4 separate regions of the Mus musculus genome follow, and regions 2, 3 and 4 are each linked to region 1. Evidence: chromatin contacts called from public ChIA-PET and HiChIP or PLAC-seq data. All regions are on one chromosome and are shown on one strand. Each heading gives the region's core, a stretch centred on a gene start, on an enhancer-like site or on the middle of the called end of the contact. The rest is flanking DNA. Distances are from core to core; before and after follow the strand shown. Region 1 holds the start of Washc1 (WASH complex subunit 1). Region 2 overlaps Rab31 (RAB31, member RAS oncogene family). Region 3 overlaps Ppp4r1 (protein phosphatase 4, regulatory subunit 1). Region 4 overlaps Ppp4r1 (protein phosphatase 4, regulatory subunit 1).

Region 1 (4,901 bases), core at 658-3,157:
CTCTTCCAGAGGTCCTGAGTTCAATTCCCAGCCACGACATGGTGGCTCACAACCATCTGTAATGGGATCTGATACCCTCTTCTGGTGTGTCTGAAGGCAGCTACAGTGTACTCATATAAATAAAATAAGTAAATCTTTAGAAAAAAAAAAGAATCAAAATTAATGGTGACATTGTTTTATCTTTATTCAACTTATTTTCCAGTGTAAAATATACTATATCGCCACTACTAACACTAATTACTATTTGTAACTAACTATTCTTTTCACTAGCTAATAACAGCTACATACCTACAGAGCAAGTCTGTCAGTCCACCTCATTTCAACTACCATCTTCCTTCTCGCAGTGTCTGTGAATTTATCAGTGCTCCCAATTTTAATTCAGGAAATTTGGCCAAACAACATTTTCAACAGTAAAATACTTACCTTGTGCGTCATACTGGCTGCGAATCAATTATCTAATTCAAAATTGTTATCAATCAGTATGTTTGGTCATTTCATACACAAAAATGCAAACCATTTTAAGATCTGTGTGTGTGTGTGTGTCCCCTAACTGACAGACATCTTGCTTGATACCCTGCCCTGTGTTTACTCAGGGGGTCCTGATGTGAAGAGAAAGACAAGAGATTCTGCCCTGAGCCCCAGCTTCATACAGCATCGTTGCTCATGTTCACAATAAACTCTGGAACTAGGCATCGCTATTGCAAAGACGTTGATGGCTCTCACTGGAAAAGTCTGGAGTGTCACCGTGCAGGACACTCTGAGCACTAACCATCTCCACTGGGACAAGTGTCACTTCCAAAGTGAAGTTCAAGATAGGCCTGTGGACTACTGACATCCTTTCATGGTGTGGGTCATGTTCTGCCCCTCCCCTCTGCACCTTCTGCCCGTTATATACAATAATTCTGCCCTAAGTGCACAACACCTAGTAACCTCAGTGTCCATACTAGTAAGGGGGACTCATCATCTATGCAGGGGGATTTTCTGGTGATTCTGCTGCTCTGGGAACCCCGCATTCTGCAAGTAAACCCAGTAAACTCAGGGGTTCCCCCAAGGAACCCCTTTGATGGACTTGTACTTTGGGTTGTCATTTGGGGCCCTGTAAGGAGTGGGTAGATGCCTGTTTTCGGTCCTGCCCACAAGGGGAATTTTCCAAACCATCTAAAATGGATTGAAGGCCACTCTACTTGTGGGGGGAAATAATAAATAGCTCAGAAGTAAACGTAATTTACTGTAAGTCGTGAGTTTTGTTCTGAGACAAAAATAATTCCTCCCTCCAGCAAATGACTACAGTTCTACCTTGGCCTCCAATCGTTTCTGTTTATTTTTCACTTGTCATGCATGCCATGAATACATAAACATTCCTCTCTTATACATTCTTACACACACACATGCCTGTCAAGTATCTATGTTGACAGAGACCGTGCTTGTTGTTTAGCATAAGTGAAATGTTTCTAAGTGATCGGTGCTTAACCCAGATCACCAACCCCCCCCCCCCATATGTGCGTGTCACCAGTGTAATTCGTAATTTCGAAAGTGCTCAGCACAACCCACCCGCACCGTGCAAGTTGTCCTCCCACGCCCTGCTCCCCCTAATCTTCAGGAAGCCACGGGGCCTCTTCTCTGCAGCCGGAGCTGCAGGGTGTGGGAGGAGCGGCAGGCCGGATCCCTACATCGCCTTCCCGGTCCGTCCGGGCCCGTCCCGCCCGGGAGCCCTCACTCGCCTCCAGCCGGTGGGCGGCAGGGTCGCGGCCTCCTCCCGGTCCTGCGCTCCCAGTCCGCCCCTCGCCCACCCTGCACACTTACCCCAAGGCGGCGTCCTCACGTGAGCGTCCCCGCCCCCCGGTGACCCGCACTCCCAGGTCCTAGCGTCCACCACTGTAAGCTCGGCTCTCCGACTTCCGGCTCTCCGGGCTGCTGGTGGGCGGGGCCTAGACCAGGAAGCCGCCCCACACTCTGTGCTTAACCTTTCCTGTCTGGGAGATTCAGGTCTCTCCTGTTACCGGCTCCAAGAAACCCTCACACTACATATGCACTATATAGGACATCAAGTGGAAGTTCTCCAAACGCCCGCTCTGTTCCAGCCATGCATACTTCAGTGGCTTAATTAATCTTTTAGAAGATCCTACCTTTCCTGTGTTTACCTCTAAAGGTAAAGTCCCTTAGTCTCCAACTTAAAAAAAAAAAAAAAAATCAACGTAGAAGCGATCAGATACGGTATGATTTGACCTGGAGTACACAAGTTCTGCGTAGAAACAAACTGGAATATTGCTTACTAGGAATGAGAAAGCAGTGCTGTAGATGGACAGTCTGTGTGTGTGTGTGTGTGTGTGTGTGTGTGTGTGTTTTGAGAGTGTTGGGGGCAGATGAGTCTCCCCTACTACCGCATCCCTTATTCTAGTTTTCAGACAGCCTTCTTACCGGCAGCAAGCCAAAGCCGTAGGGCCAAAGAAGCCACAGACAGCCCACAGCTGATGAGCTCTTAGTCGGTCAGCAGCCACATAAGAATTGCTGACAGAAATCCACCCCACCCCACGGCCAAAAAACAGCTGGGAGCAGCACTAGGCCTGCAAAGATTGCCATAGCAACCAGGAAATGATTTTAAAGATGTATGTGTACAGGACCTGGAAAAAGAGCTCAGAAGTTAAGAGTACTAACTACTGGCGCAGGGGATCCAAGATAGGTTGCAACACCCACTTTGATCTACTCAGTCACCTGTAACTCCAGCTTCAGCATGATCCAGTGCTCCCTTCTGTCTTCTTTGGATACCCTTACACACACACACACACACACACACACACACACACCACATACAGGAAGACACAGTGGGCATGTCCAGGATCCTACATATTGCCAGGTTATGCAGGGTCTCTGTCAGTTAGTGTTGTGGCCATCTAATGTTGAAAGCAATGTGCCGTGGGGAAGTTGTGAGCTATGTGCTTGTGGGGGAGGGAGGGGCTCCCTCTTTGGCAGCTGGGGAGTCTTCTGGAAGGCAGAAAGCTCTTGCAAGCAGGGTTGGTAACAATGTGATAGGGAATAATCATACAAAGTTGTCCTGTCCTCTCGTGGGGTCTGGGGCAGTCCTCCTGCATCAGTCTTTACCATCTGAGGTCAGAGAGATGATGAAGGACTGGGTGGGTGCACAGCCTTCAGTGCCCTCACCCGGAGCCAATGCTGTTGTTGTGCCCGGCACACCTTCATCCCACTGTGGGAATGGGTTGGTTTAGGATCTCAACGATCGACAAGCTAGCCTCCCTAATGATGGTGAAATGTTTCCCTAATGGTGGTGACATGCTTCCCCAATGGTGGTGACATTCTCCTTTGCTTTCCTCCGGCTCCATGTTCAAAAGGTTTAAAGTTTGGTTGTTTTTTTTTTTTGAAACAATCATACTATATAGCCCTGGCTGTCCTGGAACTGGCTAAGTAGACCAGGCTAGCCTCAAGCTCACAGAACTCCACTGGCCTCTCTTCCCCAAGTCCTGGGATTTTAAAAGTTTGTACCTCCACACCGAGCTATATTTAGGTTTTTAAATTAATAGTCTGGTAACACACGTGCACGTGCACACGCCAAGACGTTTTGGCGTTTTTCTGGGAGATGTGTGTTCCCAGGCTGTTGTTCCCTAGCCAGAAAGTCATGGAGACTAGTTTATACGGGTGTCAAAACTGGGTACGGCTGTTGTTACTTTGGGTACCATTACAGCAGTTTCGATGGTGACATTGAAGGCATTCTGTCCTGGGTTAACCAATGGGAACACATCCCAGGGCTGTTCTTCCTGTCATCCCCAAGGAAGCAAACAGGCTTCTCTCAGCTCTCCTCTCTGATTGCAAAATGGTGTTCCTGCCAGTAGGCTATCCTGTGACAATCAGGCATGGACTTTTCTTTTCCAATCCAAACCCACTCTTTAGGAGGAGCCAAGTAAGCCTACCATCTGCTGTTTTGATAAGGGGATGGGAAGTGTGTGCACCCAGGCGTGGAGACCAATCACCTGGGCATATGGGGCAACTCACGTTAGGCACCTGAATCTCAGCAGATCATTCCATCTGACGAATAAGCCATGCTAGCCCTGCCTTAGCTTTTAAATGAGCGAGTTTAACAGGTAGCAGAAAAATATTAGAACAGCAGATAAGCAACTGGGGGCCGTGATCGGCAAAAAGTATCTGAGACAACTGGAAGAAGATGCTGGACATGTGTTGTTCTCCGTTCTGTTTTCAAGGTGTGATGGTCTGTATATGCTCTGCCCAGGGAGTGGCACTATTAGAGGGTGTGGCCCTGTTGGATTAGGTGTGTCACTGTGGGCTTGGGCTTTAAGACTCTTATCCTCCAGCACTTGGGAGGCAGAGGCAGGCAGATTTCTGAGTTCGAGGCCAGCCTGGTCTACAAAGTGAGTTCCAGGACAGCGAGGGCTACACAGAAAAACCCTGTCTCAAAAAACCAAACCAAACCAAACCAAACCAAACCAAGACAAACAAACAAAAAGACTCTCATCCTAACTGCCTGGAAGGGAATATTCTGCCAGCAGCCTTCAGATGAAGATGTAGAACTCTCAGCTCCTCCATGCCTGCCTGGATGCGGCCATGCTCCCACCTTGACAATACTGAATTGAGTCTTTGAGCCTGTAAGCCAGCCCCAATTAAATGTTGGTTTTTATAAGAGTTGCCTTGGTCATGGTGGCTGTTCACAGCAGTAGAACCCTAACTAAGACACATGGACACAGTATTTTTACTCTTGACTTGTTTTGGCTGTTCTGCCTCACCTTTCCCACAAGGTTGGAGGGACAATCCTGCATTCAGAGCTAGCTTCTCAGGGACTTCAAACAGCATGGTCAGCTTGATCTTTGTATCACAGTTGAGGAGATATGACCAATTCAGATGATAGTTTGCAAAATTGAGTTGAGGAGCACCGC
Region 2 (4,901 bases), core at 1,568-4,067, 360 kb after region 1:
ATTAATAAATATGACATCAATTTTTAAAAGTCCTCTTAAGAGACTAATTGGGTTATTTTTACACCTCCACCTCATAGCCTACTCTTAATAAGAGGACTTAAGGCATAATAACATACATAAAAACTAATGTTAATTTTAGTGTCTTCATAACCAAAAATGTAAATATTTTAACAATAGAGCTGGCATGCCATATAACGCACCAATTCCCACATGTGACTGCTGTCGGCGTGAGGCACACATGTGACTTACTTTGAGGCTTTTGCTTTTGCCTCACTCAGCATAGTTCTTGTGGCACCTAAGATGCTCAAATCCTCACTCATGGTTATATACATAGTGTTATGCATATAACCTACGATATATGCTATGTATATAATCATGATTACATATATATATCTATACATCTGCATACTGTCTTAGGGTTTACTGCTGTGTTCAGACACCATGACCAAGGCAACTCTTTTAAGAACAGCATTTAGTTGGAACTGACCTACAGGTTCAGAGGTTCAGTCCATTATCATCAAGGCATGAGCATGGCAGCATCCAGGCAGGCATGGTGCAGGAGGAGCAGAGAGTTCTAGATCATCATCTGAAGGCTGATAGGAGAATACTGGCTACCAGGCAGCTAGGACTAGGGTCTTAAAGCCCACACTCACAGTAACACACCTACTCCAATAAGGCCATACTTTCTAATAATGCTGTTCCCTGGGTCAAGCATATTCAAACCACCACACAGACACATACATAATTCTATACAAACACACTTATATATGATTATATACTACGCATACTAACTTTGAACTCATGGGCAATCATGAGATTTCATGAAACACATGGACACACAGAGAGTAAATTGTGTACTAACTTTGTCTAAGATTTCCTCCTTAACAAGAATATCTATGGATGGGTGAATCAGATCTGGCGATACAGGCCTATAGTCCCAGTGGCCTAAGCAGGAAGATAACAAATTCAAGGTCTGATGGAACCACATAGAATGTTTAGAGCCAGCCTGAGCAACTTAAAAGAGACCCTGTCTCAAAATGAAGAGTAATGGGGGCTGGAAAGATGGCTCAGCGGTTAAGAGCATTGACTACTTTTCTAGAGGTCCTGAGTTCAACTCCAAGCAATCACATGGTGGCTCACAACCATCTGTAATTGGATCTGTGCCCTCTTGTGGTATGTCTGAAGACAGCTACAGTGTACTCATACACATAAAATATATAAATAAATCTTTAAAATAAAATAATTTGTTAGAAAAAATTCTAACAAAACAAAACAAAAAAAAAAAAAAAAAAAAAAAAACCTAAGAGTAACACAGGAAACCTGGGGATGCAGCTCAGTTAGAGCACGTGCCTATGTATGTGAGACCCTGGGGTCAATCTCTAGTAGTGCCCTCCCCCATCGTCACTGGGTGAAAAGAAAACCAGCAGTTATAGGCTGGCAACCACGGTAATAGTCTGTCACGGTTCTCACATGAGTCTTGGCAGTCCTGGCTTTGAAGGAACCACACACAGCCTTGGGTTGAAGCCAGACATTGTTCCTGTCTTTCCCACTCATAGAAACACTGGAGAATGTAATTAAGAAGGATGTCGGTATATAATCTCAATGGGCTTGTAATTGTTGCAGGCTAGAGAAAAAAGAATTAGTGTCCCCACAGTCATCGGTAGCACTAATGTCTGAGCGGTCGCTCCATTCTGTGCTTAGAGGAACAATCTGGGGCCCTGTGGGCTGGGTGCTCTCAGATGGCCCGTTCTGACTTACAAGTTCAGAGCACACAATTTATCTATCTATCATCTATCTATCTATCTATCTATCTATCTATCTATCTATCTATCTATCCATCTATCCATTCATTCATTTATTTGTCACTTACATTCCTGGTGCCCAGGTTGGACTAGTGAATCAGGAATCTTTTTTCTTATAACATTTTTCTCCCTGGGTCCTGAGGGTTGTGTGTTGTATGGATGCTTCCACAAAACATTTTCTGAGAACTCAGGGTGGGCGAGTGCTAAAAGGCTTCTGTGTCCTGCCTCCCAGATCCTAGGATGACAGTCCCCCTTCCCATTCACCACGGTCATTACAGCCAGTCTAGAAGCAAAGTAGGAAAGTTAGACTCACATCCCTGAGTGGATAAACAGCCAAAGATTGGTGGTCTGCGGTCACCTCTTTAAAAAAGAAGCTGAGGAGGAGGGTGGTCCCATGGGAAGACCAGTAGTCTCAACTGACCTGGACCCCCGAGATCGCTCAGACACTGAGCCACCAACCAGGCAGCATACACCAGCTGATGAGAGGCCCCTGACACATATGTACAGCAAAAGACTGCCTGGTCTGGCCTCAGTGAGAGAAGATGCACCTAACCCTTGAGAGACTTGAGACCCCAGGGGTGGGGTGGTCTGGTGAGGTGGGGTGGGGGTGGGAACATCCTCTTGGAGGGGGGAAGGAGGTATGGGATGGGGAGCAGTTGGGGGGCAGACAGGGAGGGGAATAAAAACTGGACTGTAAAAAATGATTAAATAATAATAATAATAATAATAATAACATAGTAAGTATAGTCTTGGATGAGTATAGTATAGTCTAGACTCATTATTCCCCTGCCTCAGCCTTGCATGTGTTTGCCTGTAGACATGCACCACCATGCCTCCTGACCATGTTTAATTTCTTCTGAATACATATTTTGTTAACCGAACCACAGGGGAGTATGGGGACAATTTCTATTATCACGTCCATCTTACAGAGGGAGAACTGAAACTCAAAGCTGTGTCACACATGTAAGGCTTGCTCAAAACACTCAAAGCATTTGGTCCCTATCACTGCAGGGAGAAAAAAAGGAGGGGGTGGGATGGGTATGTCTTAGTCACTTTTCTGTTGCTATGCACAGACACCAGGACTGAGGCCACTTTTAAAAGAGAGCATTTCATTGGGGCTGGCTTACAGTTTCAGAGGGTGAGTCTGTGACCATTATGGCGGGGAGCACGGCAGCGGGGAGATAGGTATGGCCCGGAGCAGTAGCTGCGAGGTCACATCTGACCCACTAGAAAGAGGCAGAGAGAGAGAGAGAGAGAGAGAGAGAGAGAGAGAGAGAGAGAGGAGAGGAGAGAGAAGAGAGAGAAGAGATTGATATTGAAAGAGAGGGGCTGGGCCTGGTGTGGACTTTTGAAACCTCAAGCCCCACCCCCAGTGACACACTTCCTCCAATGAAGCCACACCTTCTCTCCTAATCCTTCCCCAACAGTTCCACTAACTAGAGACCAAGCATTCAAATATATGAGCCTCTAGGGGCCATTCTTATTTAAACCACTTTAGAGGTGAATTTGAATTAAAAAAATTTTTTTTAAATAATCTGATTGAAAACTGGACCAGGTTTGAAGTATGTGTGATGGAGGAAGACTGGTAAATCTGCTCCGTGTTTTGCTTTTGTCTTTTAAAGACTTGTTTTATTTATTTGCTTGTTTTATTTATTTGTTTGTACATTCCTGCATGGGTGTATGGTATCCCTGTCTAGATAACCTGAAGAGGCCGGCCAGAAAGGGTGTCGGATCCCTAGGAGCTGGAGTTAGAGGTACTTGTGGGCAGCCCGATGTGGACACTGAGAACCAAACTCAGGTCCTCCAAAAGGGCCAGAAGCACTCTTAGCTACTGAGCAGTCTCTCCAGGCCCTAGTCCAGTTCTGTCCTTTGAGAAGTCAAGACTCAATTCTGAGCCCGTGTTAGATGTGAAGAGACTAAGGCCATTATTGGGACTGGTCTGGTCTTGAGAATAGGATTTAGTGGACTTGATAGAGGTCTGGCCAAAGCAGCAAGGCTAGCCACAGTTTCTAGGCTACACTGGGCTGCTCACGTGAGCTTACATCCAACCTTCACCACACCCACTATGGTAGGCCTTGTCTCTGGTTGGCAGGTGCGAAAGATGGTGGCTATGCCGGGGTTGGTGACAGTGGTCTTTTGGACTGTTAGAAGTTTCATAGCTCCGTGACCATGAAGTAACCCTGTGAGTTTAACTCTTCTCTCTTCAGCTCCTCATTAATTAATTTAGCTCAGAAGCTTGATTAATTTGGTCCGGGAAATGTCATTTTACAAAACTTGATCAAGCAGGAGGACCAGATTACCAGGGTGGGGCCTGTTAGATTTAAAAGTCCCTTGGTCTGCTGTTGAAGTGCTCAGTGTGGTCAGTGGATTCACCCCGGCGGGGGGTGGGGGTGGGGCGGAAGATTGGCACCTAGTGCCTGGCTTCTGGGGGCATACTTAGCTTCCTTCTTTGTAAAATGCTCACACTTTCCATAGATAACATGTTGTGTCGGCTCCTTTTCTGTTCTCTAAAATAGAATGCCTTACAGAAGAGGCAGGGCTTGGTTTGAGAGGGTTTGTTGGTGACTGGAGCGGCCGGGTCTGTGATAGCAGTGGTCACATCTCAGGGATAAACAGAAAGCAGAGACAACTGACTGGTAGCTGGCTGGTCTGTAACCCCAGGCCAGTCCTCTGCAGCCTACTCCTGTCAGCCTGACCTTAACCTTAAAAGGTAAGAGATTCTACAGCCTCTTTGTGCGGCGCCAATAGCTGGGGACCATGTGTTAGCGTACGAACTTCTAGGGTGCGTATATTCCACACTCTTAACAGGCGGACCTAACCCGGCATGCCGCTTTCAAAATCTTTTCTTACCAGCTTCTCCCCCTCAAGATGATTTTACAGTCTATTTAAAGGATTTTTTTAATCCTTTAAAGAGGACTCCTGAATGGAGTTTTCTTGAATATACTTTGTTCTAGGGCCCGACAAGGAAGAGCTTTTGGTTAAGTATACGGATATGCAGGGTTTCATGACTGTCCTCCGGTTGACCAAGCTTATGACACATTCTTTATGTTTCTAGGTTGAAGTCTAATAGCGGAATGCACAGATTAAGTTAAACTCAGC
Region 3 (4,901 bases), core at 1,419-3,918, 310 kb after region 1:
CCCTGTGCCATGGGAATAGGCAGTCATACAGCAGGACCTGACACCTTCCTTTGACCTCTGCACACATGTACATGCACACACCACACATACATTGCTTTAAAATAGCATATTCTATATTATGTTTATTGTACCACAATTAAAAAACAACACATCTTAAAAAAACATTATCATGGGCTGGTGAGATGGCTCAGTGGGTAAGAGCACCCGACTGCTCTTCCGAAGGTCTGGAGTTCAAATCCCAGCAACCACATGGTGGCTCACAACCATCTGTAACAAGATCTGATGCCCTCTTCTGGAGTGTCTGGAGACAGCTACAGTGTACTTACATATAATAAATAAATAAATCTTTAAAAAAAAAAAAAAAAAACATTATCACATTATTATTGTCTAATTTTCAAATTAAGTTCACTCCCTACCTCTTGATAGACTAGCAGGAATTTACTATGCTAAAAACCAAACTGGTTTCAAACTAAAGTAATCCTCTCACTTTGGTCTTTTAAGAGTTAATACTGCCAACATGAGCCACCACACCAGGCTTAAATTTACCTCTTTCTTTAAAAAAAAACGCTCCTGTCTTTGAACAATAAACTAATTTTTATTTTACAGGCATACCAGCATGCCGCTTTAATCCCAGTACTCAGGAAGTAGAGGCAGGAGGATCTTTGTGAGTTCAAGGCCAACTTGGTCTATACAGAGAGTTCCAGAACAGCTAGGGCTACACAGAGAGACCAAAGCAAAACCAAGAGCGATCAATCCATGTTTTTCATGTAAATCAGACAGGAAGTATTATTTTCCCACAAACATTTAAAGCCCTTTCCACTTCTTCCAATTTACTCTAAATAATTTAAAAATGGTTATGTTAACATAAATCACAGAAGTAACCTAATTTCTTACATTTATACTGATGAGAAATTTCCAAAATTAAGTAAATGGACATATGTAAACTGGATTTTTTTTTCACATAGAACTAGTAAGTTAATAATTTCCTTTCAAAAAAGAATTTGGGGGGGGGGGGAGAAAGGATCTCTCTGTGTAGTACGGAATAGCTTTGGAACACAAGCTCTTCCAGAGTGTTGGGGTTAGAGGTGGGGTCACTTGCCAAGGTCTTGGGAAATCTTCTATCTCGTCTCTCCAGTAGCTTAGAAAGACAGGTTCAGTGGCAAAAGCCTTTCTAGAAACAATGTGCTGTCTCTCTGTAGACACATACCGGAGTCATCAGCTAATCGGCTAATTCTTTCCAAGACAGCAATGCAGTCTCTCTCATCATCGCAGACTTCCCTCAGAGTATCCAGCAAACTCCGGGCCACCATTTGTCTACAGGAGAAAGTCAGATAGTGTTCAGTGCCACTAGTACCTGTTATTTAGAATTCAAAATACAGAATCCTTATGTCTCATAAAGACAGTTTTTCTTACTGCAAGTCACATACTAAATCTGTAATTTCTAAAAAGCAAAATTTGGTAATGATTTTACTGATAAGGTTATTACCAATTTTTTTTAAGCTTTATCCAAATAATTAGGAAATTTTAGTGACTCAATTTTCACTTCAATTATCGTCTCATCACAGGAGTGGTAAAGCACATTCGTTACGTTAAAAGTCGTATCTCCTATGATGAGCTCTGTTATCTACAGTCAAAGAAATTCAACAGAGACTTGAGATTCCAGAGGAATGACTGGCAGGAAGCGCATCACACCAGCTGGCAGAAGAATGATACAGTCCCCAATAACCCACGGGATAGTAATCAATTAACCCAGCAACCCACCAGGGTCGTGGAGGACAAATGCAATACAGATCAATCAGGCTGAAGCTGGGGCCTGACTGCACCTGCCACCTCCTCTGGGGTGGGCGACTGTGCCCCTACTGAGGAGGACCCACGTACCTGTTAAATACGTTCTCACTTGCAGCATACTTGTCCAGCCTCCCCAAGGGTGTCAACATTTCATCTTGTGAGACGAAGTCCAGGGCTGAAGGTATAATAATCACATCAGACTCTGAGCTGTAGTCATCCACATCAACTAGCAGAGACATCAGAAATATCCTTATAGTGCGCTGAAACTCCAAGGGCCCTGCCTGCCGAAGCAGTGCCTGCTTCTACAGCAGTACAAATACCATAAAATCACCCCAGCACCACCTCAGGGACAGGCCTCCTTTCTCCACCCAGTCTTACTGGCCTCTAGGAGCACACAGTCAGTGGCTCCAGAGACTAGCGCAAAGGCATTCAGTGACTAGACTTCAGCCCTGCTGCAGTGGCACACAGCTTGCAGGGGGCAGAGGCAGGTGGATCTCTGCATCTCTATGAATTTGAAACCAACCAGGTCTACAGATTAAGTGTGGGACAGCCAGGGCTACACAGAGAAACCCTACTGTCTCAAAAACAAACAAACAAACAAACAAACAACAAAACAAAACCCAAAACAAAAACATCAAAACTTTTTTAAATATTTAGCTCACATAATGGCTCCAGCACTTGGGAGGCAGAGGCAGGCAGAACTCTGAGTTTGAGACCAGCCTGATCTGATCTACATAATGAGTTCTAAGACAGACTGGGCTTACATGGCGAGATCCTGTCTCAAAACAAAACAAAACCAACCAACCAACAAAGAACCTCAAATTTCCATGCTCACAGAGAACACTAACAGCTGGTGAAGAAAACACAGGAAGGGGAACACTGAGTTAGTCAATTCTATAATAAAGACACCAAAGCGGAAGTGTTTGGCTTTATTTACTAGAGAAGAACTACAAACTATAATTAGTATTTATATTCACTAGACAAATATTAAATACTCCTATGTCAACTACTAGGCTTATGTTAAGAAAACAAACCATGAAAAATACTTATGTGAAGAGTTAAGGCTGAGACAAGTCTGTGTTAAAACACTCACTACAGCCGCACATCTGTCCACACTCCAGGCAGATCTGCAGCAGCTGTGGGAGGGGACCGACTACACCATGCTGAGAGCTGAAGGGTAGAGGGAAACTAAACAGTCTGATCAAGAGAGGACTCCTACTAAGTCTCTGTCACACTGGATATTGCAAGTCTACTACTCAGGCCACCTAACGAGAGAATTCTCCAGGGCTTCCCAGGTAAGCACACAGGGTCAGACTATTCAGGTAACTACTTAGACTCTAAAGCAAGATTCCCGTAGTACTGATTACAGACTCACAACAAAGACAGAATCAGTAGACAGGGACACAGAAACGATCCAAGTGTGCCGCATGTGTGAAGTGCAGCTTGGGCTGGACATGCAATACACACCTAAGCACAGCAGTGCACACCTACAGGCACAACACTTGGGTAGGGGACAGGGAGGAAAGGAATATAAATATTCAAAAATCCCTGACTTTCAGGTGAAGGGAAAAAAACAACGAGAAGAAAACCACACTAGGTCAGATCAATGAAATACAAAAGAAATTAATGGGGATCTTCAAAAAATAGCATTAAAAATGAAACAAAAAATAAACATAGCAGACTAGAGTATCATTCAACCAAAGGAAAATGTCAGACATTTTTTTTTTTAGATTTACTTGTTTATTTATTAATTTATATGAGTACACTGTAACTGTCTTCAGACAGACCAGAACTGGGTCCCATTACGGATGGTTGTGAGCCACCATGTTGTTGCTGGGAATTGAACTCAGGACTTCTAGAAGAGCAGTCCGTGCTCTTAACTGCTGAGCCATCTCTCCAGCCCCAGACATTCTAATATAAACATGTGTGATATCTCCAAAGGAAAAAGGGGGAATATAAGAATATTTGAACAGGGCTGGAGAGATGACAGCTCAGTGGTTAAGAGTTCAGGCTGCTCTTCCAGAGGTCCTGAGTTCAATTCCCAGCAACCATATGGTGGCTCACAACCATCTGTAATAGGCAGCGACATTGTACTCATATACATAAAAATAATCAGATCTTTAAAAAAAATTATATTTGAATATATAGTAAACCCTAGAAAAATCCAAATTTAATGAAAACTACTAATCCATAGGCTCAATGAATCCCATTAGCAAAAACCATAAAGAAAATATACTTATCTAAAATATAATGGGACAGCTTACAATAGTCAGAGTCTTTTAGACTAGAGAGGACTCATTTTACATAAAAACAGAATAAGAAGACAGGAAAGCAACAACCTTAAAATCCTGACAAAGATGGAGGTGGAGGGCTAAAAAACACGGCCCCATGTTTGAGAGCCCTCGCTGCTCTCCCAAAGCACTCAGGTCAACAACTAACTGCAGGTACAGAGAATCTGACACCCTCTCTAGTCTGCCAACACTGCATGCATGTGGTACACATACATACACGCACACTACACACTCATACACATAACTCTATTTTTAAAGAGAAAGAAAAGATCAACTCAACAGCCAGAAACCTGTCAACTAAGGTTTTCTCAAGCATGCAAATACTGATGGCAGCGTGCACACATTTCGTAGGAGACGTAATAAAAGGATGGGATCTTCGTGGAGGAACAAAGCTATCGGGAACTGGATAAGTAGACAAAGGTATTAGGTCTGAAATGCGAAGCAAAAATGTGTGGGGTGAAACCAGTAGTGCATACAGTGGGTACACAGACACACCTAACACATGGCACTCCCAGACAACACAGCACAAAGTACACACATCCACCTAACACACCAAGACAGCAACACAGGTACACTGCTGCATGAGACACACTAGTGAGGCCAGGGTCCCAGCCAGAATTAAAACACCAATGTATAAACCTGAAAACAACTGCTATATTTAAAAATCAAAGATGAATAAATAATAAAGCCCATAAATAGCCCAAAGGAAAGAAGGAAAAATATAAAAGCAGTGAGAGAGACACAGAACCCGCAGACAGAAGAGCCAGAGAGGAATTTAAACCCAACTATATTATAATTAGGAACCAGTTGTAAATGAGCTAA
Region 4 (4,901 bases), core at 1,523-4,022, 290 kb after region 1:
GGCGAAATCACTGGTCCTTCAAGAGACTGCACGGAAAAAAGTGTGCAGTGTGCTGTCTGATTACGGTGTCTAGTTGCTGAAGGCACCTGCACCGTTATTGCAGGCCTCAAGTTCAGGAGTCCATAGGTCAAGCTGCTAAGTCTCACTAAGCTATTCTAGCAGAAAGGCACTTACACAAACCAGCCAACATGCAACAATTGCGGCTGCAGAGTCTTCTGGGCGGCAACATTTAAGCATCTCTATCGCACCCCAGTTCACTCTCCTTTTTTGATATTGAAATTACTACAGTTTGTTCCAAAACAATTGGGATCCCAATTTTTTTAAACATTTTATTTATTGAATGTCTGAGTGCTCTGCTGGAGGGCGCCAGATCCCCCCTTGTAGATGGCTGTGAGCCACCATGTGGTTGCTAGGAATTGAACTCAGGACCTCTGGAAGAGCAGTCAGTGCTCTTAACCGCTGAGCCATCTCTCTAGCCCAAGTATACACTCTTGCTTGCCCAAAGCCAAAACAACTTACCAAGCACGACCTTCCTTATACAGAAAGTTCAAACTAAGAAAGAGGATTCTCTGCCCCACCAAATAAGTGAGAAATTTAGAGAATATATTTATATTTCGGGGAGGGACCAAAGCTAACATTCCCCTTGCACACATAAAATTCAAATCTACTGCTCAAGACATCCTATGCATATGTGACAGCATCTGTCTAGTTTCCTGCCTTGGACAGTGGAGCTTCTTTCTGCAGAGGTCAGTGCAGCCTCTCAGCCTTACACTGAATCTACGCTAATTCTCCCAGCACCAAAGCAGGCTTGTTAAAAGCAAAGGAGATGGACGGGTCCATGAAACTGCATGGAGAGGACATGGCTGCTGTGATTGTGAACTATCAGCAGGGGCCCTCCAACATCCCATCATACACAGAGGGGTGCTCATGAGGCCACACCTCCCCTGAGCAGCTGTTATTGGTTGCTGAAGGAGGTGGGGTATCATCTTTATAGTATGGCCACTGGGAGATGAGGTGGCAAGACAGGGTACAGAGGGAGATTAAAGGGGTAGTAGACAGTAGTGTGTGTGCGTGTGTGTGTGTGTGTGTGTGTGTATGAAACTATCAAAAGCAGGTGCTATGCAAATGACTTAGAAAGGGTGGTGAGTCTGAGACAGTGGAGTGCCCCTGAGTACAGCTGTTCCCAGTTCACTAGCCCACTCTCATTCCTGGGACTGTTCTCTTTTTGAGGCGGCTGTGGCGGAGGGTAGGGGCGGGCTTCTCTAAATGCATTAAGTATCTGACCATGCGCATTCAAGACTTGTGCTCAAGGAACTTCTACTTCAGTGGGTCATCATTACCTAAATAAAGCAAACAGTAGTGTTTACTCGTGGGACATTCTGGTGATTTGCATTGTTCTCAGAATTTCAGCTATAATTTGTAGTTACCATGACAATCATTTTAACTCTCTTTGGGGTCTTTCAAGTTTCTAAAGCAAAAGCAGAAGTGTGCTCCAAGCTGACTGTACAAACTGTCCCAGAGTGCACGCGTGTCTGACAGGCAGGTCCCCTGTCTCCCATGGACTTGCTTTCCATCCATGCATGTCCAGCCTGTCATGTGTCATGTGTCGTGAGCCGCTGGCCATGTGCTGCAGGCCGGCTGTGACTGCAGCTCTGCAGATCCACCACATCACTCTTACAAAGGGGATCTCTCCCATCTCTGTGTCTCACTGTGTAGGATCTTCTGCTGAACTTGTCCTGAGAGCCTACTGTGCTCACAGCTAGCAAAAGGATTCCCCTTCCTTCCCTATTGTAGTCTAGTGAAAGCAGTTAATTCACTATTAAAAATCACAGGAGAAAAAAAGACCGTCGTCAATGATCACAGGCGGTCTGAAACTAAGTCCGCGGTACTGCCTTACAGACAATCGGCTGTGACCTGGTCTGTGTAGAGCTGCTCCCTTAGGGCTGTCGCCACGTTCCCTCTCCTCCCAGGCTTACTGTCAAGACACCATGTTTACAGGACAGCACAGCACTGGTCTCCTGGGTCGGACCTTTGCTTTTAGCCCTGGATCAAGAGTGCACCTTTTAAAACAGTCCAATGCTTTCTGGAGAACTAAAGGCAAGTCCTGCTCTATAACGCACCGCTAGAAAAGAAAAAAGAGCCCCATTGAGCCCTTCTAAAAGTTCAACTCATTTTGTAACACAATGGAGACTAGTTACTTAGCAGAGATTAAACAAAAATGTCCTCAGATTTTAATAAAATCTAAAAGCACTACATGACAAATTTAAATTGTTCTAGGTGTCATAACTGAATTATAAGCATAATTCATATGTAAGCATGTAAATAGTTAAGTTACCATGTAATATTAATAATGAAATTTAACTACAGTATAATTTTAAGTCAAATATACTAGCCATCTCCAAAAACACACATTATGAAACTTAAAAAGTTTATCATTTTACTTATTGAAAAAATGTGCATTCAATATTTCTATTAATATTCACTGAGTGCCCACAATGTGTTAGAGAACTAACAGGTACAAGAGTCCTGGAATAGATCTAAAGACTGGCTGGCCTTTTGCATATAAATTAAGTTTAAGGAAAATAAAATGAGAGTCACTAAAGCTAGATGAAGTTACTAAAACTGAGGTTGATTATTGAGATTGAAACAAGAAGCTAAAGGAAATAACACATCAAACACTTGACGGTAGCTGCTGTGGGCATGGCTCGCTTCCTCTCATCGGGGGCTGAGGATGGGCGAGAAGAAGGGAGAAGGCAGTGCAGGGCTCTGCTGAGGAGCTGCGCCATCGACTCAGAGCTGCTGTGTCACTGAGCTGTCTGTCCTAAGATTCAGAGAGGGTGGGGCCATGCTCGGGCTAGGAAACTGTTCTCCACCTCCGCTGTGTCACTAGCCACTGGGTTACTTCTCACATCTCACAAACTTCATTCAGAAGGGCAGTGGCTTCCACTCGTAGGAACTATACCCCAGTGAATCTTCAAAATTAAGGTCACAACTAGAAAGCATGCTGTGCAGAATAAGCCAGACTCAGAGAGACAATACAATACAGCACGTTCTCTGTCCCCTGTGGATTCAAGATTATACCCATCTGTGCAGAGAGATAGTTTAAATCAAATTCAGTTAAATTAAAATAATATTAGGGACCAAGGATGTAATAAAATTTAATGCTTTTCAGGTATAAAATTACAACAGGAAATCTTAAAAGTCATAGTAAATGAAAACAAGTGCAGAAGGCAGCTAACTGAACACACAGACCACAGTTTTCAAAGTTTAAACAAGGTTTTAGCTGGTTTTATGTCGTGTCACACTGTAATAATCCTAGCTCTCAGGACAATGGGGCAGGAAGACCTGGGGCCAGCCTGGGCTACAGAATGAGATCTTATCTTCCCCACAAACAAAGAAACCAAAAGAAAGGTTTCTGTTGTAAAAGAATTACTTAAGATTTTACTTTATTTTTGCTTAAAAATGGGTATTTCTCAAAATTGAGCAAACTGATAGTTTAGAAATTTTAGTTTTGGGAACAAAAAGGGTAAAAACCATCCAGAATGTGGTATTACATCTGAAGATTTGCAAAAGTTTGCAGCTATAGGATTTAAAAGTTTTTTGTTTTGTTTTTTTCTTAGAGACAAATTCTCATGTAGACCTGTCTGGCCTGGAACTTTCTATATAGGCTAGGCTGGCCTAGAATTCCCAGAGGTCGGTCTGAGTGCTGGGATTAGAGGTGTGCATCATCATGCCTAGTCCTAAGAACATTGAGCACCATCTGACTGCGTCTGCTCCTAACCCTGTTCCTAAGCTCCGCAGGCAGAATAAGGAGAGCCTCGCAACACCCCACTTCCCACTAAGGACTTAATGCATCGTCCACTTGGTAAGAAGACTGCTTTCTTTAGGACTCAACAACCAGTTCAGTTGCCCACAGTGGAGGACATGGGCCATGTATGTGATGTCCCCCACCTCTAAAATACAAATTTGAAAAAGAAATTATTCTTGTAAAAGTCTAAAGCTCACTCTTTAGCCCTCACCTTTCTTACTCTCTTTCTCTCTCTTTCCCTTCCCCCCTCTCTCACGTGACCACGTCCGGTTTCTCTCTCTTTCTACCTTCTCTCTTTCCCCCTGCCTTTCTACAATAAAGCTCTTAAACCATAAACAAACAAAAAACTCTAAAGCTCTTAAAACACCCTACATGTGAAAACCCAGAAATCTATGTCCACCATATAGACTACAGCACTTCTTTAAAAATAAGACCCAGAGCAAAGTGAATATAGCAGAACTCAGAACTTAAAAATTACAAATGTTAAACACTGAATAACTGCAAAAGGTGATTTCTGAGTGAACACATCTATTCAACAACAAACAGCAGAGAGGAGCCATCTTAGACACACAAATCAGACCAGCAATGTTGTCTTAAAGGGCATGTTTAAAATCACCTTTAAATAAATAGTACAATGGACTCTTCCATACCTTTCACATCCGGGTCATCCATGTGTGGCTCAAGGTTTTCTATCATTTCTTCTAGTTCCTTCCGGGTAGCCATGGTGATATTGGGAGGGCCTGGTAGAGGGGCTGCAGGTACATCTCCTGTTCTCTCTGGGCTGAGTCTCTCCTCGGGGTCCTGCTGGAGCTCTTTATCAAGATCTATTTTAGGTAGAGGAGTCCTCCAGAAATGGAAGGAGTTGAACATGTCCTGGTCTAAGGGAGTGGCCTCTGGGGAGCTGGTGCCAGCGTCTGGCCGGGACGCAGACTTGCTGTTGGTGTCAGGCTTTCTACCATTCTCATCATTGCTAGCTGCTTCCTGAGGAGACTCTGAGGACAAAGTACAGAGTAAGGAGCTGTCCACTGGAGCAGGCACGTCACCTGCAGAGTGCCCAGGTGTCTTGGCAGCACAGCCTTCGAGGCTCTCCAGC

The links. ChIA-PET counts read pairs in DNA pulled down with a chosen protein or histone mark. HiChIP or PLAC-seq counts read pairs in DNA pulled down with a chosen protein or histone mark.
Region 2: a contact with region 1 is called in an H3K4me3 HiChIP or PLAC-seq map of pro-B cells, with 2.2 times the contacts expected there. The contact joins the enhancer-like site here to the promoter of Washc1 in region 1. A contact is called at or near these places in 5 of 39 promoter capture datasets (the C10 cell line, the HPC-7 cell line, cranial neural crest and 2 more), 3 of 115 datasets of contacts at active chromatin or transcription factors (bone marrow-derived dendritic cells, embryonic forebrain and pro-B cells) and 2 of 9 other capture datasets (adipose tissue and liver).
Region 3: an H3K27ac HiChIP or PLAC-seq map of microglia shows a contact between it and region 1, with 4 times the contacts expected there. The contact joins the enhancer-like site here to the promoter of Washc1 in region 1. A contact is called at or near these places in 15 of 39 promoter capture datasets (the C10 cell line, the HPC-7 cell line, cranial neural crest and 8 more), 2 of 484 Hi-C or Micro-C datasets (both in the G1E-ER4 cell line), 15 of 115 datasets of contacts at active chromatin or transcription factors (the SCID.adh cell line, bone marrow-derived macrophages, embryonic basal ganglia and 8 more) and 4 of 9 other capture datasets (adipose tissue, liver, macrophages and 1 more).
Region 4: an RNA polymerase II ChIA-PET map of memory CD8 T cells shows a contact between it and region 1, with 109 read pairs. The contact joins the enhancer-like site here to the promoter of Washc1 in region 1. A contact is called at or near these places in 15 of 39 promoter capture datasets (the C10 cell line, the HPC-7 cell line, cranial neural crest and 10 more), 1 of 15 datasets of contacts at CTCF or cohesin (the NIH/3T3 cell line), 26 of 115 datasets of contacts at active chromatin or transcription factors (the 230-238 cell line, the SCID.adh cell line, bone marrow-derived macrophages and 16 more) and 4 of 9 other capture datasets (adipose tissue, embryonic stem cells, liver and 1 more).

The regions. Positions count from the first base shown.
Region 1 is chr17:66,108,552-66,113,452 of GRCm38.p6, reverse strand. It overlaps Washc1 (WASH complex subunit 1), which reads right to left and starts at 1,907. Exons shown (of 11, transcript NM_026833.1): 1 at 1,804-1,907.
Region 2 is chr17:65,753,922-65,758,822 of GRCm38.p6, reverse strand. All of the region lies in intron 1 of Rab31 (RAB31, member RAS oncogene family), which reads left to right. Among named protein-coding and RNA genes, the nearest start is that of Rab31, 16 kb to the left of the region's middle. Within about 2 kb of position 2,817, at least 9 of the 459 cell types and tissues checked have an H3K27ac peak or open chromatin away from gene starts, as enhancers often do. A contact at or near this core is called in pro-B cells, where this site is marked.
Region 3 is chr17:65,800,273-65,805,173 of GRCm38.p6, reverse strand. It overlaps Ppp4r1 (protein phosphatase 4, regulatory subunit 1), which reads right to left. Exons shown (of 20, transcript NM_001114131.1): 3 at 1,879-1,963; 4 at 1,208-1,314. Among named protein-coding and RNA genes, the nearest start is that of Ppp4r1, 19 kb to the right of the region's middle. Within about 2 kb of position 2,668, at least 18 of the 459 cell types and tissues checked have an H3K27ac peak or open chromatin away from gene starts, as enhancers often do. A contact at or near this core is called in microglia, where this site is marked.
Region 4 is chr17:65,824,347-65,829,247 of GRCm38.p6, reverse strand. It overlaps Ppp4r1 (protein phosphatase 4, regulatory subunit 1), which reads right to left. Exons shown (of 20, transcript NM_001114131.1): 11 at 4,459-4,901. Among named protein-coding and RNA genes, the nearest start is that of Ppp4r1, 43 kb to the right of the region's middle. Within about 2 kb of position 2,772, at least 42 of the 459 cell types and tissues checked have an H3K27ac peak or open chromatin away from gene starts, as enhancers often do. A contact at or near this core is called in the HPC-7 cell line, the SCID.adh cell line, effector CD8 T cells and 2 more, where this site is marked.